Linked DNA regions of Danio rerio: region 2 is linked to region 1. A link is a contact called in public HiChIP or PLAC-seq data. All regions are on one chromosome and are shown on one strand. Each heading gives the region's core, a stretch centred on a gene start, on an enhancer-like site or on the middle of the called end of the contact. The rest is flanking DNA. Distances are from core to core; before and after follow the strand shown.

Evidence for each region. HiChIP or PLAC-seq counts read pairs in DNA pulled down with a chosen protein or histone mark.
Region 2: an H3K4me3 HiChIP or PLAC-seq map of embryo shows a contact between it and region 1, with 2.1 times the contacts expected there. The contact joins the promoter of garnl3 here to the promoter of LOC141385840 in region 1. A contact is called at or near these places in 2 of 4 datasets of contacts at active chromatin or transcription factors (caudal fin and embryo).

What each region holds. Positions count from the first base shown.
Region 1 is chr5:33,969,602-33,976,452 of GRCz12tu, reverse strand. It overlaps LOC141385840 (membrane-spanning 4-domains subfamily A member 4A-like), which reads right to left and starts at 2,752. Exons shown (of 9, transcript XR_012406927.1): 1 at 2,499-2,752. ptges (prostaglandin E synthase) reads right to left here. Exons shown (of 3, transcript NM_001014828.2): 3 at 6,789-6,851. It also overlaps a transcript of garnl3 not described here.
Region 2 is chr5:34,079,689-34,086,539 of GRCz12tu, reverse strand. It overlaps garnl3 (GTPase activating Rap/RanGAP domain like 3), which reads left to right and starts at 3,770. Exons shown (of 29, transcript NM_001128527.1): 1 at 3,770-3,870. The coding sequence starts at 3,770. The region is part of intron 2 of LOC141385840 (membrane-spanning 4-domains subfamily A member 4A-like); the gene reads right to left.

The DNA of each region.
Region 1 (6,851 bases), core at 1,503-4,002:
GCAACAGCAGCAAAGTTCCTTGATTATTACGCCAGAATGACTGTATAGTTCCTAGCCATATCAGCCTAGATAATAGTGACTTTTATTACAATTTTAGTCTTAGTACATGATGTAACCACAGAGGAGTCAATCTTTAAATAGGAAAATTATCAAAACTCTACTGATTGTTTTGAGTGTGATGCTAATGGTTCCATCTGATTCAATGATCTGTGCTAAGCCAAGTTAAAAGTGCTCCCAGCAGACCCAAGTATATCTGTCTGCAGACTGCAAGACGGGGGCACAAGATGTAGGGGCGTAATTTGTGGTAAGTTAGAGGCGTAACTTGCAGTTATCGAGATCCCATAGAACCATGAAAGATGTCACAACGAGATGTTGTTGGCTAGATGGTGGACATACTTACCAGAGTACATTTTCAACAAATATTTTCGTGAGTTTTCTCCAAATATATCCACAACAAATTCCTTTGATATATTATAATATTAATTCATTTAGCAACTCCACTCAGTTATTTCTGCATTCGTTTTGTCATGACAATTAGCCTACTCGGGGTCGCCCCCTGTGGTTGCAAACAACAGAATGACAAGCGTGTCAAGTATAAAAAGCTGCTGCATGCTAAAAACTGTGATGGTTGGGTTAAGGTTTAGGGAAGGTGTAGACGTTAATAATGATGATGGTTGGGTTTAGGGTTGTGGTAGGTCTAGATGGTTAGGTTTAGGTGTGGAGTGGGTGGTGGCTTTAATAACTATGTATGGTTGTTGCTAGATTAGATATGTTTGCGGCCGGAAGTAAATGAGAATTATTTCTATTATTTATTAAATTTCCCATTTATTGTATTTTATTAACGTCTACCCCCACCCCAACCCTAAACCCAGCCGTCACAGTAAGGTAAAAACAGAAGTTGTATTGGGTCTTGGCTTTAATAACTATGTACGGTTGTTGCTAGATTGGATACATTTGCGGCCGGAAAAAATTACTAAATTACCCAATAAATTGTATTTTTTAATGCCTACTCCCACCCCAACCCTAAACCTAACCGTCACAGTACTGTAAAAATATTAATTATTGTTATACAGTGTCATGAAAAAATGCTGCTATATAAATGTGCATATTGCGCATATCCGATAGTTGACATGGCTCCATAACTTCATGTTACGCCTCTAACGTACTAAAAGTTACGCCCCTAAGGCCCCTTGATGTTATGCCCCTGTCTTGCAGTCCGCAGACAGACCCTACTTAGCAGACCCGGAGATTGGCTGAATGGATTTAAAAATTGTACAATTGTACAATTATTTCTTTTAAAAAAGAGTTCCTTTAAAACTATCTATTTACCTAATCTATAATATATACATTATTTCCCAAACATATAATTTCAGGAAAAAAAAAACAGATGTTATGCTAAAACAGTGTTTTTTACATGGAAAACAATACAAAACCTTTGGGGGTTAAAAACAGTTTGCAGTGTAAAATGAGAAGAAGAATATAGATGTTTACAGTTCAAACTCAGAGATGTTAAAAACTGTCATCAAAGTGACACCAGAACACAAGAGCCTCAGGAACAGCACAAGAGGAGGTGTAAGTATTAAAGCGCTTCGCTGATTGCATGTCGCTTCACGCTAAACCTTTCTTCATCTCAGTGTAACTCACTCAACACTAGTAGCAGTCTGGACTAAAAAGGGAAAACTTGGGAATATTTTTGTAAATTAAAAGTTTTCAATATTATTTATTTGCCATTTGTTTTTTGATGAGAATAGATGTGCAAGAGATTGATGGAATATATTTTTTCTGTTGGCATACTGTCTGTTGTTGTCTTCCCCATCCCTCTGTTTACTCTCCTGATTGTTTTTTGCAGTGGTTTTGTATCTATATCAATATTAACTGTTTAGACTGTTGCAGAAAGTCTGTGATATCAGAAATTAAACAAAAACAAATAAAAAAAACACCAAGTGTCTTAAAATATTGTATTGCCATTGTTTTTAACGCCAAGTACTACTTGTAAATGTTTGTGTTTCAGATGTGGCCTCAAAATCTACTACTACTATTATTATTATTATAGCATTTATTTGAAAGTGCTGTAGCCCACTGCTGTAGTTATTATTGTTGATATGAAATAAATATTTATGAAATTTGAGCATGCAGTTTGTGTTTTAACAAGTGTAAGTAGATTGGAGTAAATGTTTAAACATTTAGATGATGTACTTACACTTATCTGTCATTTCTGACTACATTATTGCATTGTATACCATGTTAAGTGTGATTTTAAAAAAAAAAGAAAAAGAAACAGTCAATATTATGATATATAACATGAAATGTAATGCTAGTTACCTAGACCAATTTAGGCAACAATTGGTTTTCAGCTTAAAGGCTAAAAAAATCTGGTCAGGTAGAGATTATGACAAAACAAAAAGCTAACGAGAGTTAAAACTTGAACTTTTTCCGTTGCAAGACTGACAGACAACACTGAGATCTACAGATAACAGGGAACTACATATTACACTTACCTTTACCTCCAGCTTCAGTGAGAGATACTTGACATTAAGTCCAATCGTAGAACTCTACACAACGTGCACGTGGTTGAACGAAGGGGAAAGCTGCAACTAGACTAACCATATTACAAAAATAACTTTAGGCTTGCTTGAACTACTTGATAAGATCGATTTCAAATCTGGTATTAATGGCGAAAACTAAGCTTTTCTGAAGTTTTGTATTTAGTTTCTCAAAACCGCATGCTGATGACATCTGCTGGTAAAACGGTGCAAACACAACAAAAACTCGGGCCTAAACACAAATGGCGCCTAAACAGTCAGCTGTTTCATCAAAGCAAGCACAATCTTTTAAATTTAATTAACTCACCTTCATATTTTTTAGGGCTTTGTTTGTTCTATGAATATATAAGCAGGCCAAAACTTAACTAATTAGTTTTCCTTTTAATTATACAAAATCTCCTTATATCATTATCAGAGGTCAGCTTAAGTATTACTTTTAACCACAGTATTACTTTGAAACTTAATTAGTCATTAAGCTACTACTAAAATGCATCTATCAACCATAAATATTGTAGCCTATAAAGGTGATCTTTAAAGGGGTGGTCCACAGTGTATTTTAAGTCTTTGTTGTGTTTATATGATGGGCATGCTTCATTTGTAGAAAATCAAGTTATTTTTTTCATATATCTTATATACAGATTATATACAGCTACTCAGCTAACCTGAAAATGACAGTCATATTTCCTAGTTCCTTCAAGAGGCCTGTCCTCAAGAGGCTCTGATTGGCCAGTTAACATAATGTGCTGTGATTCACGGATCGTCTCCACATCACGTCCCTACAAGCACGGGCTTTTGCGCTGTGTAAACAGTAGCTGTTTGTACCTTGAGACAGAAAATGAAGAGCACATACATTCAAAACATAGGGTAAGTAATATAAAATGTTCAATATTTTTTGCAATTTCATTAGTTGAGATGTAGAACGCAGGGAAAGCGGCTGCATAGAGACACTGCATGTGCTGCTGTTGATTGTGGGTGTTTACAGAGGTTTGACTCATAAATATAAATTTGTAGCTAGATTGTTAGCAGTGCCAAACAGCATTTCCTGTTGTTTATGTCCTCACTACAACATACTCTAAATGCTAGAAACTATGCATGTAATAAATCAATTTTAACATATGAAAATACAGATTGTGGCTGACGATCTACAGCTTCTGCTATTATAGTTGGAGCTGCTCCTTCTTTAAGGAGATTTTAGCTGAATCGGGCACTGAATTGGGAGAGATTTTGGAAGATGTCCTTTGTCAAATGCTAGCTATGTATTTTTTTATAATTTCCAGGAGCATAATTAAAATTAAACTGTAAGCACTTCTTTTTTTGTGTGTCGTGTCCTTTGGAAGCCCCAAAACAAAGGAAGCTTTCTCTACTATAACAGCCTCTGGCCATGACCCTTCATTGCGTGTGGTATTCCTGTGATAATTGCGTCTGAAATGTTTGCGATCTTACTATCCTGAATGTATTTTTTGTAGTCCAAAGAAAACAAAGCTAACTCTGTAAAGAGATTCAGAGATGTTATTTGTTGACACAGCTACATTACACATCAACTAAAGTTTAAAATATGATATCATAGAGGACCACCCCTTTAAAGTGTGCTGCCTTAGGGCTGGGTTACTTACCATATCAACACAATATGGGGAAAACTGTGCCAAAATTCATATTCAAATATTTCAACATTTTATTGATATTTTTTTAAGTTTAAAGTGTTTCTTAAAATGACACAATTACACTATTTTAATCCCCATTAGTTACTAACCAGTTTTAAATTCCAGATGGGAAACGTAACATTTAAACCAGAACTTACTCATCAAAACTCTTGTATTCTATGACAGTAGCGAGATTTATTTTACAAATGTCTGAATGTGTTTCTTATGTTAGCTTGCACCCTATATTTGCTTGTGTTTTTCCTTTCATTCATTCTTTCTTTGACAAGCAAAGGCATGTTTCAGATGACTAGGTTTACATTCAGGCTCAAACACCCACACTCTCTAGCAAGATCTCCTCTGCTGCCCTCTGACATTTTTCCTGCCTTGCTTCTGCAATTAGTAGCAATTCTCTTTTCTCAATTAAGATTGAGCTGAACAATTGTGGCAGTGCTGAAGTCTGATTTTTTTAACATTAACATTCCTTTCTCATAAAGTTTTTTAAACCCGTCTATCTTTTCCTGTCAGTCTTTTTCCTGCCCTCGTTGAGCATAAATCAACAAAGGGGTCTGCTGTGTTATAATTGCCACAAAACTTGGCAGCAATTCATCCGCCTCTCTTGATTTCTTTCTCTCTCTTTGTCTATGTTTCTTGATCAGCTCTCATTTACAGTGTGTATTCAGCCCACTGCCCCTCATTTCCTGAAGCTGACAAAAGAAATCACACAGCAATGCAAAAAAAACGTTTAACATTCCTTTATTATAAAAAACTATAAACTGCACAAATTATAAAAAATACTATAAAAATAAGTTATACTTTAAAAACAGAAAATATACAATGATACTATAGAAAAAGTGCTGTCATTAAAATCAAAACATTAACTAAAGTTCCACAAACACACAGCTTTGCTATTTTCATGCAGTGTTCTTGAGGTCAAGGCAAGCACCCAACTATCCTCGAAATGCTGTAAGCTCAAAACCCACTGGACAAAGAGGAAGGACAGTGTTTATGCAATACCATTTGTTTAACACTACAATAAATGTGAAAGGCCTGGGCTCTCGAGGGCTTATAGTCTAATAACAGAGGAATTTTTACAAGCATGGAAAGTTATTGCGGAGCAGGCTCTGCACTGACCTCAGCAGAGACTACCAGTGCAAACTTTGCAGTACAAAAGTGAAAAGATGTTGGACACTGAAAGTCCATGCTATTCTGGTTAAACACCATACTGAATTTACCAGAGATGAAAATGAGTTTATGAGGGATAAAATGAGGGTGAGATCTCATTAGGAAGGATAGGTTCAATTGTTTAGTTATTGTAGTTCATTTTGGATATGCGTAAACTCTGCCATATTTACTTTGAGGAGCATGGAACAAAACAAGTGAAGCGGGAACACTGAAAAAAAGGGGTCCAATTTGGAACTAACTGGTGCAGTTTTACTTAGTTTACTCAGGGATAGTTAAGGGATAGTTCACTCAAAATAAAAATCCCCTCAACATTTATCACCTGGTTTTAAACATTTATGGGTTTCTTTCTTCTGATGAACACAAAACAATACTGTTTTAAGAATGCTGTTTATTGGAAAACATCAACTTCCATAGTAAGAAAAAAAAATGACTATTGAAGTCAATACCTGCCAGCTAGCAGCATTCTTTAAAATATCAGTTTTTTATATGTTTAGTAGAAGAAAGAAACTCTAATAGGATTAAAACACATGAAGGGTGAATAAATGAACTTTTAATATGATTGAAATATTGATCAAAACATCTAAACAACCCCAAAACAGGACATTAAGGGCCCTATCATACACCTAGCATGCATGACATGTTTGGCGCGATTTGTTGCTATTTTCAGACCAGCACACCCCAAATTTTACTGTTTTGCACCGTGTTGTTTAAATAGCAAATCCATTTGCACCACTTTGTAGATTCATGGGTGTTCTGGTCTATAAAGAAGGTGTGTTAAGGTGCATTGTTGGCACGTTGCTATTTTGAGAAACTAAAATGAACTGCACAATTGACCAACTGAAGGCTGGTCTAAAGTCCAACGCAGAGCACGTTATCTGTGCACCTTAAACACTTACACATTGCTTAATACAAACAGGATGTACAGCAATAAGCAAATACCTTAATGAATGAAAAATACTTAAAGGATTAAAATTGTTACAAAAATTATTATTTTCTACAGGGATATAAAAACCATCACCTCCACCTCCATCACCTTCATGTCGGAGGGCTATTATCAATTTATTCTTGACACTTTGCACTTGTATAATGTTATTATTACTTGCAGTATTACTGATTATCTGCTTATTTATATTTGTTTTATTAAAAACAAGCTTGGATTTATCCACCTGTTTTGGAGCATATGGGGAATAAGAATAGGACGTGTGTTTGGATATACCTCAGTTTTTTTACCACATTTCATTATTATTGTTCATTTATTCGTTTGCTGGAAATTAGAACTGAATTTAGAAATAGTTTTGAAATAAATCTTTACGTTTAACACAAGAAATTAAATATGTAGGCTAATGGATGTCTTCAGTGGAGTCCTTATATAACCTAAATATACATTTAATTCATCTACGATTGATTTGAAGTGAACCAGCTCTTTTTTTTTTTGTCTGGACCACACAAACCATATTAACTGAGCTGTAAGTGGGAAAGCATCCTA
Region 2 (6,851 bases), core at 2,521-5,020, 110 kb before region 1:
AAGCGCGCACAGCGGCCTCTCGCGGATCCACAAAAACAAAAACTGCTCAATTACGTACCTCCCGGGACGTATTTCGCGATCCGCAGAAACGTCCGTGGGGCTACGTTTCCACAATGAGCCCGGGTTGTTATTATCTGTATATTTATATTTGTTTTAATAAAAACAAGCTTAGATTTGTCCACCTCTTTCGAAGATGTATGCTTCACCATATGGGGCATAAGAATATCACACGTGATTGGATATAACTTTTGACCACACATCGTTATTATTGTTCATTTTTCATTTGCTGGAAATTAGAACTGAATTTAGAAATAGTTTTGAAACAAATCTTTGTGCTTAACAAACAAAATTTAATATGTAGGCTAATTGATGTCTTTAGTGGAGTGCGTACAGCAACATTTCTGTATCCATAATAGTAAAGGAGTAAAGAGTAAAAGTAAAGTAAAGAGAAAGTAAAAAGGCCGAACGGAGTCTCATTCTTTATCCTCACGCAGATAATCTGTTAGTCTCGCTAGTGAAGCATTCAGGTTTTCCATTCAGTTTTTTTACTTACAAAGTCAACCATGTAAATAGCAAATGGTGCAACTGACTCTAAAAGGGAATGGGAGATGAGACTGATTGGTTTAATGCATGTTATACCAATAAGTACAACCCTGTTAGACCATTTTTTCTTTCTTAAAATAGCAAAAGTGGATTCGAACAAACCATTAATGATCTTTTGCACCATTCTCTTTAGACTTTGCGCCCCATATAGAGAGCATAAATACTGCCATGTCTTTCTCTTGTGAGAGTCACAACCAACAAAGCCTGGCTGACCTGACGGCGATCAATACAATATTGCTAAAGCATTAAAATATGGAGTATAAAAAGCAGGTTAAAGCAACGATAAACAAATCAATGTGTTTGTGACGTATACTGTATGTTAAGAAGTGGCATATGTGATATGTGAGGCAGATATACAATATGCCAGAACATAACACACACTCAGATTGAGACACACACACAAACACACCTTTAGAGCAAATGAACATGACCTAAAGCATGATTCTTGCTGCCACAAGACAAACATGAGTCATGCTCAGACAGTTCTTCCAGTAACACTTCAAGAATTACTGTAACACAAACACTCACACACAGCTGGCACTGCTTAAATTAAGTTAAACAATCTTGATCAGAGGTTGAAGTCAACAACAAAAGATATAAGAGAATTTTTCCCTCCCTTTTAAAAGTTGAAAAGATTATTTGTTTTGCTGTGTTACTGTAACTATGAGCGTTTATGTGATTAGTTGCACCGTATTTGCATGTAGCATTGCTTTTTCCCTGGTGTCCATGCAACTCGGAATAAACTTTTTTTCTGATCCAGCAGAAAAAACATCTGCTCAGTTTAAACCTTCTATAAATGTCTCCATTCAAGTCTTGTGCTTTTGTATGTGTGTGTGTTGGATCAATACCCGAGTTTTAACATCATTACAGTACAGCTTTTCACAATATTATTAATAATATTAACACTGATTTTTTGTAACCTGTTTAAAGTAGCCTACACGTGCTTCAAAGATAAGACTCTGATACAATCTCTAAAATAAAGATGCAAACGCTGTCACTGGGGCCGTACTTTTTTAAAAATGTTCAATTTGTTTGTACATTTTTTTCTGATAATGTCTGCATTAGGCATGGGATGATAACCGTTTTCAAGATTTTAAAACCGCCAAACTTTTCTGCTATACCGTTTCTATGGAATAAGTAAGTTTTTTATTACTTTTTTTCCCCCTTGGGCCCACCTTATCTCCAGCAAAAAAGATGTCCAAAGTTGCCATTTTAAAATACACAGAAATCAGTGTATTGAATTAGTTGTATTCAGATGCCATTTGAATGATTTAGTCTGATAGGTTTACTGTTCCAGGATATTATAAATGTTTCTCAAAATAAAATATTTTTGTGTTCAAAGGGGGAAAATGTTTTATAACATATCTTCACTTTGCTAGGCTTTTATTAAAGGTTGTCACAGTGGAATGAACTGCCAATTACTCTTCCATATGTTTTACCGGTGGGTGCCCTTCCAGTCACAACCGAATACACTCTCAGAAATAAAGGTACGTGAGCTGTCACTGGGGTGGTACTTATTCAAAAGGTACACATTTGTACTTGAAGGGTCCATATTGGTACCTTAAAATTTTAAGAGGAACACTTTTGTACTTTTTAGGTATAATATGTACCCTTAAGATATTAGTATGGACCTTTTAGGTACAAATTTGTAACTTTTGAAAAAGTGGCAGTGACAACTCATGCACATTTATTTCTTAGAGTGCATTGAGAGTATACTAGCTCCTGAACCCCAGTGCTGAGAAGCACCCATTCATACATTTATAAACTACAAATTAATAAATTATTGTTAATTACAAAGTACAGGTACGGTACCCAACTTTGTACTGTAGATTTCACAGGCTGCTCAAGATGCTTTCTTTCAGGATGAGCACAGAGCTCAGAACAATCATGTTTCCAAATTTAAATAAAAGTATTTTTCATTCTATTAGCACTTACTGTACTGCAGTTTCAAGAGTGAGAACTGTGTAAGAGAACATTAAATTTAGTCTATTCAATTCAACGACAGCACATGAATGTGGAGGAACCACATTTAAAAATGAAACAACACACTTGTTCTGACAACCAGTAGCCTACAGCACGCACACACACGCACAAACGCACGCACGCACACACACTGATCCACTAAAATACACGATTACAAATTACGGTAAATGATAATATTTATGTATACAATTATAAAATATATACATTTAATACGTATTTTTGGGGTTGTATTGTAATCCTTGGTTTTATTTTACTATGAAATAATTTATTCTTGTTCATGCCTAACAATTTTATCTTCATCTGACAGAAACAGACTGAAATAAAATAAATGTTCAAAACACACACACACACACACACACACACACACACACACACACACACACACACACACACACACACACACACACACACACACACACACACACACACACACACACACACACACACACACCTATAGGTCTATACATTTCATCTCATATGCTGCTGTTCTTAAAAAGCTGTGATGCTTTTGAGGTTTGTCTTCCTGCTTCATAACGGGGAGTATGAGTCACAATGGCGATAAAGGAATTAATTAAAGAAAGAAAGAACACTGCCTAAAGAAAAACATTTTTTTCTTAATAATGATATTGTTCTCTCCAGGGAAGAGGAACGACAGTGCGTAATGTTCGTTCATTTGAGAGAGTCAGTCGCCGCCCCACTAAAAGAAAAAAAAAAAATCTTATTTTTTTCTTCTATTCTTCTGGGTAGACATTAGGACCGCGCAGACTCTACGGCTGGAGCGGTACATTACTCCAGTGTACATGCCCTAAACAACGGGGAACGGGGGGATCGACCCGGAGATTTTTTTCACCGACGACTTTTTGCACTTCTAATCTGGAGGAACTGGTGTGAATGGAGTTCACGAATCCCTTCCTCAGCCCTGAGCACACTGAATCAACTTAAATCATATCTTCTCTGAACACAGAAGAGTGTGGGTCACTTTTTGGCTTTTTCCGTTTGATGAGGACCCACTGTTGATCTTGTATCCCCCTCTCTCTTTGTGCGCCCTCCCGGTTCTCCATTCGCCAGACGCGAAGCAGCAGAGCCGCATCACCATCATCATCATCAACAACGGCGCTCGCGCTGCTGCTTCTGAGTCCCTGCGCGTGCAGTCAGGACCCGTGCGACCCGCTATCCCACCACCATGAATTCGGATATTAACATGTATTTGGGACGAGAGAAGGCGGGAATCATGCGAAAAAGAGCCTTGCTACTCAGGAAGGGCTGCAGTTTCGAAATAACGAGGTGAGTTGATATTAGGTGAAGGGGATTCTTGTGGGGAGTGGGCAATTTGAGAACACCGCATCATCCGGTTACCGGATGGTAGGGTTGTAAATTATCACAGTGTACTGTGTGAAGAGCATCTGAGATAGACGTGTTTTACTCAAGTGTGTGGGTTTTGGACGGGCTTTCGGGGGATTTGGCATGGACATGCAGCATATTAAAGGGTCTTAAAGCTGTCACTAGGGATCTAGAGTCAACAAAGATTTACTGGCAAGACTGTCAGCAGATATTGCCAAAATAGAGCATTCAAAGTACTGAAACAGACAGGAAATATAATGTTGAAAACAGACAATACAAACAGAATTAGGAAAACATGGGCGGGTAAATAAAGAAATAAACGAATGCACAAAATCAAGGCTAAAGAAAAAAAACTGTGTGCGCGCGCGCGCTTCACACGACCGATATCTTAAAAGGTGTTGTGGCTTCTTGACAGTTTAGACGCAAGTCATGGTCCATTACGCGCTAAAACATCAGCCTCTAACAGCCATAACCCACTTTTGTTCATCGGGATTCCCCAAGAACCGTCGAGGGGAGATCCAGGTTTTCTGCAGAGCAGATGTGGGATATCAGACAGCTATAGGCTATGATTGAGATATGATTTTTCCTATAAATGCGCATGCATCTGAAGTATTGACCCGTTGATCTTGTGTTTGTAAGAGGATTGCGCTTTCATTGGACCGTTTCAGCAAGTGAAAGGATGTGATAGCAGTGTTAAAGCGTCTGCTCAGTAATAACACTGCATCACTGTCAGATACACCAGCACAAGGACCGGTGGTTCTGCACATGAGCTGTGTGTGTGTGTGTGTGTGTGTGTGTGTGTGTGTGTGTGTCAGAAATGGCGAGACACACAGAGACAGAGGTCACACCCCATTTTGGCTTATCACATGTACTGGGACCATCACGGCAGTGTAATGGTGTGACAATATTATATCTACATATAGTAGATCATTTCTACTGAATCATTATGAAATTATAAATGCTGTAAATACAGTAGCCCAATGCACATTTGCAACTCTGTAGGTTTCAATTAGTAGCCCTATGTTGAGAAATGTTGACCTCAGTATAACACACATATTACATGTTGTTATAAACGATCAGTAGGCCTGTGAAATGCAACAGTTGACATTCTCAGATTCATAAGGAGAGCATCTGCATCATTCCACTTGTGCATGTTTGCATGCAGGGTATTAGCAGAATATGTTGGCCACTGGACACATCTGACCAAGGTGGTGGGCCCCTCAAAACGCAACACCTTATTAAACACCAAAGACTGGTTTGTTTTCACTGCTTTTTATTTTTAGAGTATTGTTGCACCCAAAGTTGCTATGCGACTTCAGTCAAGCATTACTATTAAAAGATCAGGTTAAAAGTTGGTCAACAGCTTAAAAAAACATATAGAATTAGTTTATGTTGTTTATTGCTATCAAATGTCAATCATCTCACATTCAGGATGAATAATAAAGGACAGAATAATGCAGAAAAAGAATGCATGATCAGTCCTGTTTTCCTATGCACTTCTCTTCACTCCTGAAACTGCAGCACAGTAAGTGTTGATAGAATGAAAAAACTAAAAAAAAAACTGGTGTCTTGAGCAGACTGGGAAATTAGCTGGTTATATACAGTATCTGTACTCTCAGATAAAACTGTTGCAGTAAGATCATCACGTTATTATCATCTATTTATCATCTCGTCCTGTTGGGTTTCGAATTGTGACAAGCTGATTGTAGGCAACAGTACCGGAGGACTACAAGACCAAATCTTTTTCCTTTTTAACATGGTAGGGAACAAATTGCTACAAAGAGAGGTGGCAAATGTTGTCTTTATGAATTTTTAATTTTAAACAGATTCTTTCAAATTGCTTATTTATTCAGGGACACAACAAGTAACTGCCTTTATGAATGAATCACTCAAACATTTGCTCAACCAAGTCATGCAACAACACGAATGTATTCACAAACTAGACACTTGGATGGATGTAAGATTTCCAAAAGATTTCTGTAAGAATCTGAAGTGTGCTTCCAATAGACACTTAACTTTGCCATGATGCTTGTGTGGAAAGTCCTTAACCTCTAAGTGCCGTCTGAATTGTTTTTCTAAAATGAGCATTTTTCTCAGCCTCCTATGTTTATGTTCAGTTATTTCACTTTAAAGGCAATGAAATGGATTCTTTCTTGAGTTCATTTTATCATTTCGAGTCATGGCTTAAGAACCTATCTGTTAAGAATAAAAACACACCAAAACAGATAGTTAAGTGGTCCAATAAGCTGACTGGGGTGTTCTGGAGGCTGTGGACACCAAGCAGCTCAAGAGAATTACAAATTCAATTTTAAGTGACACTGCTCATTCCCTACACTCAAAGTTTCAGCTCTTTCCTTCTGTTCCCAGGTTTTTAGTAACAAGAACTAAACGATACAGAAACAGTATCATACCAGCAGCAATTAAACATTTAAATGAGGCATAGGCTACAGCAGAGGTGTTTCTGTGACTTGTATTTGTTATGTTTAATAGATGTTCGTTTAATAGATGCTCGTCATAAAAGTCACCAGACAGCACATAAGGTTTCTGTATTTGAACTCTTCATATGGAGCTGTTTTAGACTAATTTTATGCAAATAACTGAGCTTAAGCATGCAGCTCTTCTTGAATGCTCCAGATTCACTAATATAATAACAAGCGTATAAACAATTTGATGTAAATTAAGTAAGAGCTTTTCTTGAGAAGTTCAAATGTGCCTATAAATATGAATAATCTACATAATTACTATTGAATGGGATTTAGTGTCTTTATGATCATGTCATTAAGTGATTCATTCAACCAAGTCAATTAATTCAAGAATCAAACTGGCAGTGTATGTTTTGCTCGAACACTCCACAGCATATTCTGATGTGGCTATCTTTGAAAAGTGTTTAGTTTGTGATCTAAAATTGTAATAATTGGCTACAA